2 separate regions of the Callithrix jacchus genome follow, and region 2 is linked to region 1. The links are chromatin contacts, called in public Hi-C maps. All regions are on one chromosome and are shown on one strand. The core of a region is the stretch at or near the end of the contact, and the rest is flanking DNA. Distances in the headings are between cores, read along the strand shown.

What was found. Hi-C and Micro-C count contacts between places; a contact is called where the count stands out from the background.
Region 2: a contact with region 1 is called in a Hi-C map of skeletal muscle, with 4 times the contacts expected there. The contact joins the promoter of LOC144582935 here to the promoter of METTL8 in region 1. A contact is called at or near these places in 3 of 3 Hi-C or Micro-C datasets (induced pluripotent stem cells and skeletal muscle).

Annotation. Positions count from the first base shown.
Region 1 is chr6:58,099,973-58,102,672 of calJac240_pri, forward strand. METTL8 (methyltransferase 8, tRNA N3-cytidine) reads left to right here and starts at 1,269. Exons shown (of 11, transcript XR_008482132.2): 1 at 1,269-1,524. It overlaps DCAF17 (DDB1 and CUL4 associated factor 17), which reads right to left and starts at 1,095. Exons shown (of 16, transcript XR_004744589.3): 1 at 593-1,095; 2 at 194-297.
Region 2 is chr6:58,552,753-58,555,452 of calJac240_pri, forward strand. It overlaps LOC144582935, which reads right to left and starts at 1,303. Exons shown (of 3, transcript XM_078375630.1): 1 at 1,237-1,303; 2 at 833-1,177; 3 at 1-67. The coding sequence starts at 1,303.

The sequences.
Region 1 (2,700 bases), core at 19-2,518:
AGGGAGGTTGGGGAGGGATAACGTGGGGAGAAATGCCAGATGTAGGTGACGGGGGATGGAGGCAGCAAACCACAATGCCAAGTATGTACCTATGCAACAATCCTGCATGTTCTGTACATGTACTCCAGAACCTAAGTGCAATACACACACACACACACACACACAAATTTCCAGTTTAAAAGGAAAAAGTTACCTGCTGACACAGCGCCGATAATTGTCAAAATATATTCTTCCTCTCTCATAGGCTATAGGTGACCTGGAATGAGTTGTCCAGACATTCTTAAATTTAGTACTTTCCTAAAAGACACAAAGAATTTTCGTTCAGGAAAGAACTTAGCTTCCACTGTGTACCAATTTTAAGTTGGATTTTAACTTTCCAAAGTAACATAATTTCACCTACGTTATTCAAAAACTGATTTTGAATCCTTCCTTCACTCTGCCCTCATGTTTTGGTTTAATGAGGTGACCAACATTTAGAATAATTGTTTACAGGGAAGACAGAAGCAGCATAAAACTAAAAGCATCTGGAGGCCCCATAACCACCTATTGACTAATCCACCAGATTCCGGGCTTGTATCCTCCTCCCAATCACCTGTGACCCTGTTAAAAAGGGGGGAGGGGGCAGTGCGTTAAAACCGCATCCCGCAGGAGGCTCGGCCGCCAGGTGCCCGTAGCCCTCCGTTGCCCCCGGCCGGCGCGCGGTCACCTGGCACACCAGCGCCCGTAGGATGCCCAGGTTGGTCCTCTGTACCACGCCTGCGTCGCGCGAGAAGCAGCCCAGCGCCCGGCGACTTAGCCGGCTGCACACGTTAGGCTTCCGGGTCGGGCCCATGGAGGCGCGGGCCGGGCGCTGGGTAGGCTGGGCCGCAGAGGGGCGCGCCCCACACTCCCGTGCTGGGCAGCCGCCGCTGCCTCCGAATTTCGAGGCCCCGACTTTCCCGGGGAGGCCCGGGAAAAGCTGACACGGGGAGCCGGGCCGGGAGCACCCGACGACGGGGCAAGGGAAAGCAGAGCCGCTGCACCGGCACAGCGCGGAGAAGAGGGAAGAAGCTCTCCGTTCTCGACCTGCTCCTCACAGGCCCTCTGGCCGCAGACAGTGCGACGCTCCGCTACTGCGCCGCGGACCGGGGCCACTCTTTCACCGGGAAATGTAGTTCCCAGTGCCTCGTGAGGCAGTCCGGCTTCTCCCAGGAACTACAATTCCCATCAGGCGGCGGGGAGCGAGGGCTTTCCCGGCCCCGCCTCCACGCCGCGGCCCCGCCTCCTCCGGCCGGCTGAGACTACGCTGTCTGGCGGGCGCGCTTTTCTGGAGCTACGGCTGACTAGCTGAGCCTAGCCCAGAGGGCGCGGTGCTGCTGCTTTCAGCTCTGCTGCGTAAGTGCGCCCTGCATTTAGGAATCCGTCCCTCACTGTTCTGGTACCCCCACGCCTCTCAGCCCCTGACCTTCGCCCTCGGAGGTTCTGGCCAGGTGCCGGGTGGGGCGCTGTGTCAGGGGCCCCTCAAAACAGCGTCCCATGCTAAAGGTACGCCCCGCGGCTTTCCCTTCAGCTGCACGTTGGCTGAGGGGGACGGTAAACTGTGCTTTTGTATTAGGAAGATGCTGGCTTTGCATTCACTCCTAGTTTCACCCTCCAAGCTCGGATTGAGTTAATCTTTCCTGGAGGCCCGTCCTTTGGTGTCCTGCGGGGATACTGGGTGGTTTTGCGATAATTGCTACATTTTCCTTCCTCTCGCCTCCATTCTTTTTTTCTTTATAGGGAATAAAATATGAGATGCTTACATTCTTATTGGACGACCTAAGATATCCCTCGTCGACATCTCTAAGTAAAATATATACTTTGTTAACTAGTCCTGCCGGTATGTTCAAAGTTCCTAGCACACTAAACTTGCAGCAATCATGCACCACATGTGTCCCACCGCCTTGCTGTAAGTCCCTTGAGGGTGGTGTCGCTGTATCTCCCACGTGCACTTGAGCATGCTTGTTCGTAGGGTGCTCTAAGAAAGCGATCGCACCCGACTGGCAGAGCAAAAAGTACAGTACAGCAGGTCCTCGAATCGCATTCTTTCGTTCAATGTCATTTTGTTATAAGTTGATGAGAAAAAAAAAATCAGTTCCTACCAGGGATACTGTTTGTGTGGAGCTTGCCCCTTCTCCCCACGTCTGCATGGGTTTTCACGAGGTACCCCAGGGTACTGCGCCCCACATATCAGTGCAGGCTGGGTGAATTGGCCTGTCTGTATGGTTCCTAAGTGTGGGTGTGAGTGCGTCCTGTGACGGAATGTCCTAGTGTCCAGGGTTGGTTCCCACCATGCACCTTGAGCTAAGGGGATAGGCTCCAGCCACCCTCGACTCTGAACTGGAATAATTGGGTAAATAACTATCTTACTTGTTTTTATTAATCTTCCTTAAATATATGTATAGCTTCCATTTGTTTCAATGTTTACTGTTAGAAGTGTTTTGGTCTTTAGGAGTTTGGTGATGTTTTTGCGACTAGAAATATATGTTATAGGAACTTCAGGCTTGTTTATATCAATTGGTCTATGGTAAAAAATGGTTTTGTTATATGTCATTTTGCTTACAGTCAGAGTTTCCAAGAATCTGTTGATGACGTTAGGTGAGTACTTGCAATACTGGTGAATGTGCTGGGTCACAATTTAAGTGTTTAGTAAAAGTTGGCCATATCTCTTTTTAACCCTGC
Region 2 (2,700 bases), core at 53-2,552, 450 kb after region 1:
GGTTGAGAAGTGCTGGTCCATGGTTGCTTTTCCGAGCTCAGATTTAAAGAGTCCTTTGGCTCAAGAGCTGGAGAAGAAAAATGACGTCCTGTCACCCCACCCAGCTTTTAGCTCTTCCCAGTTCACTACAAGATCAGGGGAAATGTAAGTTACTCCAGCCACATCTAGAGCAGGCAGGGGGAGGATGGGGGATGAGGTAGGGGACAGCACTTTGCTGGGCTTTAGTTTTTGGAGATAATGAGCTCCTGAGATTTCTCCCACGCCATCCTGCTAGGGGTGACTATGGCTTCTTCCTCAGGAAGGAGCCCCGCCTTTCTTGCCCTCCTACTCGCAGGAGGCTGCCGGCAGCTCCACATTGGCCTGGCTTTTGAGTCTATGTTCTATATGATTATATATACATATTATTATTATTATTTACAAAAGGCTTCTGCTTGCTAAAAAGGAGGTTTTTCAGACCACTGACCTATGTAAGGGGCAAGCTCCCTGGGTACTTCCCTGCCAAGAACAAAAAACACCCTCCTTATAAACTCCCCAGGGCAGTGCAGTTTAAGCCCCGGAGCATGGCATTCAAGGCCTTTGGCAATCTGGCCAGCTTCCCTTTCTATGGTAACTGCTACCACTCCGTACCTGACCCTTCACATTCCAGCCACCAGAGCGGTTTGTAGTTCTGGGGCACACCACGTGCCACATTCCTGCGTGTCCTTGCGGATGCTGTTCCCTTTGCCTCAATGCCCTTCGGCTTTGACCACCTAAGGGAACCTCTATGCATCCTTCCAAGACCTAACAGTAGCTCCTCACGAACGCCCTACTTGATCCCGCACTTGTTAGTTACCTGGCCCCTGGGCTATTCTGTGCTCTCTGCTCATCGCTAGATCCGAAATGGCTAATTTACAGGCAGCGCAGTGGGATGGTTTAGGACAAGGGACACCTGGGCCCAGACCCAGCCGCACCACCCCTGGGCCTATGAGTATCAGGAGCCTCTGCTCCGCAGATGTGAGGAGGACGAGGTTGAGGGAAGCAGCCGGCTTCGGGCCAGGCCGGAGACCCGCGCCGCCCTCGGAGGGAACGGGGTGAGGGCGGCGCTCCTGCAGGCTCCAGCCCCGGGGAGGGAAGCCAGCCCCGAGCCTAGCGCACTGGGCGCTCAGACCCGTGGTGCTTCCCCGGCGTCTGAGGGTTTCTCAGCCACCGAAAGGCGTCTCCGCGGCACCCAACGGGTTCTGGGGTGGAGAGGTTTGCCTTCACATCTGGTTAAAGGGGGCACCGTTTGGTGAAGGCGCCCAGGATATTTGCATCCCCCACGCATCCGCACTGGGCCTGCGATGGAAAGAAAGCGGGGGCCCAGAACTAGTCTTCCAAAGAACAGAAAGCGCTCGACCGCAACGGTCCGGCCCCGCCCAGGGGCCCTGCGAGGTCGGCCCGGAGACCCCGCGGCCGCTGGCGGGGCGCGGCTTTCCCAGGATCCCGGCGCCACCTGGTGGCTCATGGCGCGCACTGCGGGCCAGGCTCGGGAGGCCCTCTTGGCTCGGATCCCTCTCCATGTGGGCGCCGATAAGACAGGAGTCCCTGAACAAAGGTGAATGTCATTCCAGGAGCCTGCCGCGTGGGGACAGAACTGAGGCTTGGGACCGCGCAAATCTACGTGGATTCAGCTCCTACCCCAAAGCCTGCCCGCTTGTGAAGCGGGGGCCGCGATTTGAGCTCTGCTTCCTGGGGCCAAGAATTCACCCAGCACGGCGCCTGCATCTCCCATCAAGCCAACACTTCTCTTGAAAACCAGTCCTTTTCCTCACTGCAGTTCATTTGTAAAATTAGCCTTATCTAATGCAACTATTGTTCTCCCAACACGTGGTAAAGTGAAATATATTGGTTATTAAAGAAGGAAAGACAGTTTTCTTCACTCTAGGTAAACACCAGTCCACCGGATCAGGTTCAGAACCCGAGCCTGGCCTGAGGCCTGCCCGGTGGCCCCTCCCTGCCTCTTCTGTGTCCTTCCGATTCAGCCAGTGAACCCTCACCTGTCCCCTCCAGCAATATGGCAGCATCACGGTGCCGAAGATCCCAGATGGTTGTCCTCTTTTCTCAGGTTGTACTACATACCTAGGAGAGATCTGAATTTGGGAAAATGAATTAGTCTCAAGCCCTTTAAAAACAAAATGTTGACAGAGACCAAGGAAAGTAACTATTGAAATTGGAATGAGCTTTGAGCTCTTGGACTCACACAACAGCCAGCTGATTTTTCTTGATTTTATGAGGCTCCTCTAGTAGTTCCTCACCACGAAGCACACAGGTTGTTTAGCCACTGGTGCTGAGTGAATGTGTTGGAACCATGCGTACTTCACTACCTGACAGCTAACACTGTTTCCAGAGCTCACTAGAGCCCCAAACAGCGCCTGGGCACAACGTGGATTCCTGCCATTGTGTTTCTGGGCTCTCCTTTCAGCATAGCTGTCTGAGCTACACAGAGACAGTTCGTTCTGGCCAAACTGATTTACAAACACAACACAGCATTGCAAATCAGTCACAGGGCCAGTGTATTAAGGGAAATTTCATAGATAATTCTAATCTAGGGACAGTGTTGGGTTTTTTTAGCTCCCTCTGACACTGTCATGACGCTGCTGGGGGAAAACGCTGCCAGCCCCTGCAGCAGGGGTCGTCCTGGACAGACGGAAATGAATGGCTTTCTTTGGCTGTGTAAGTCTC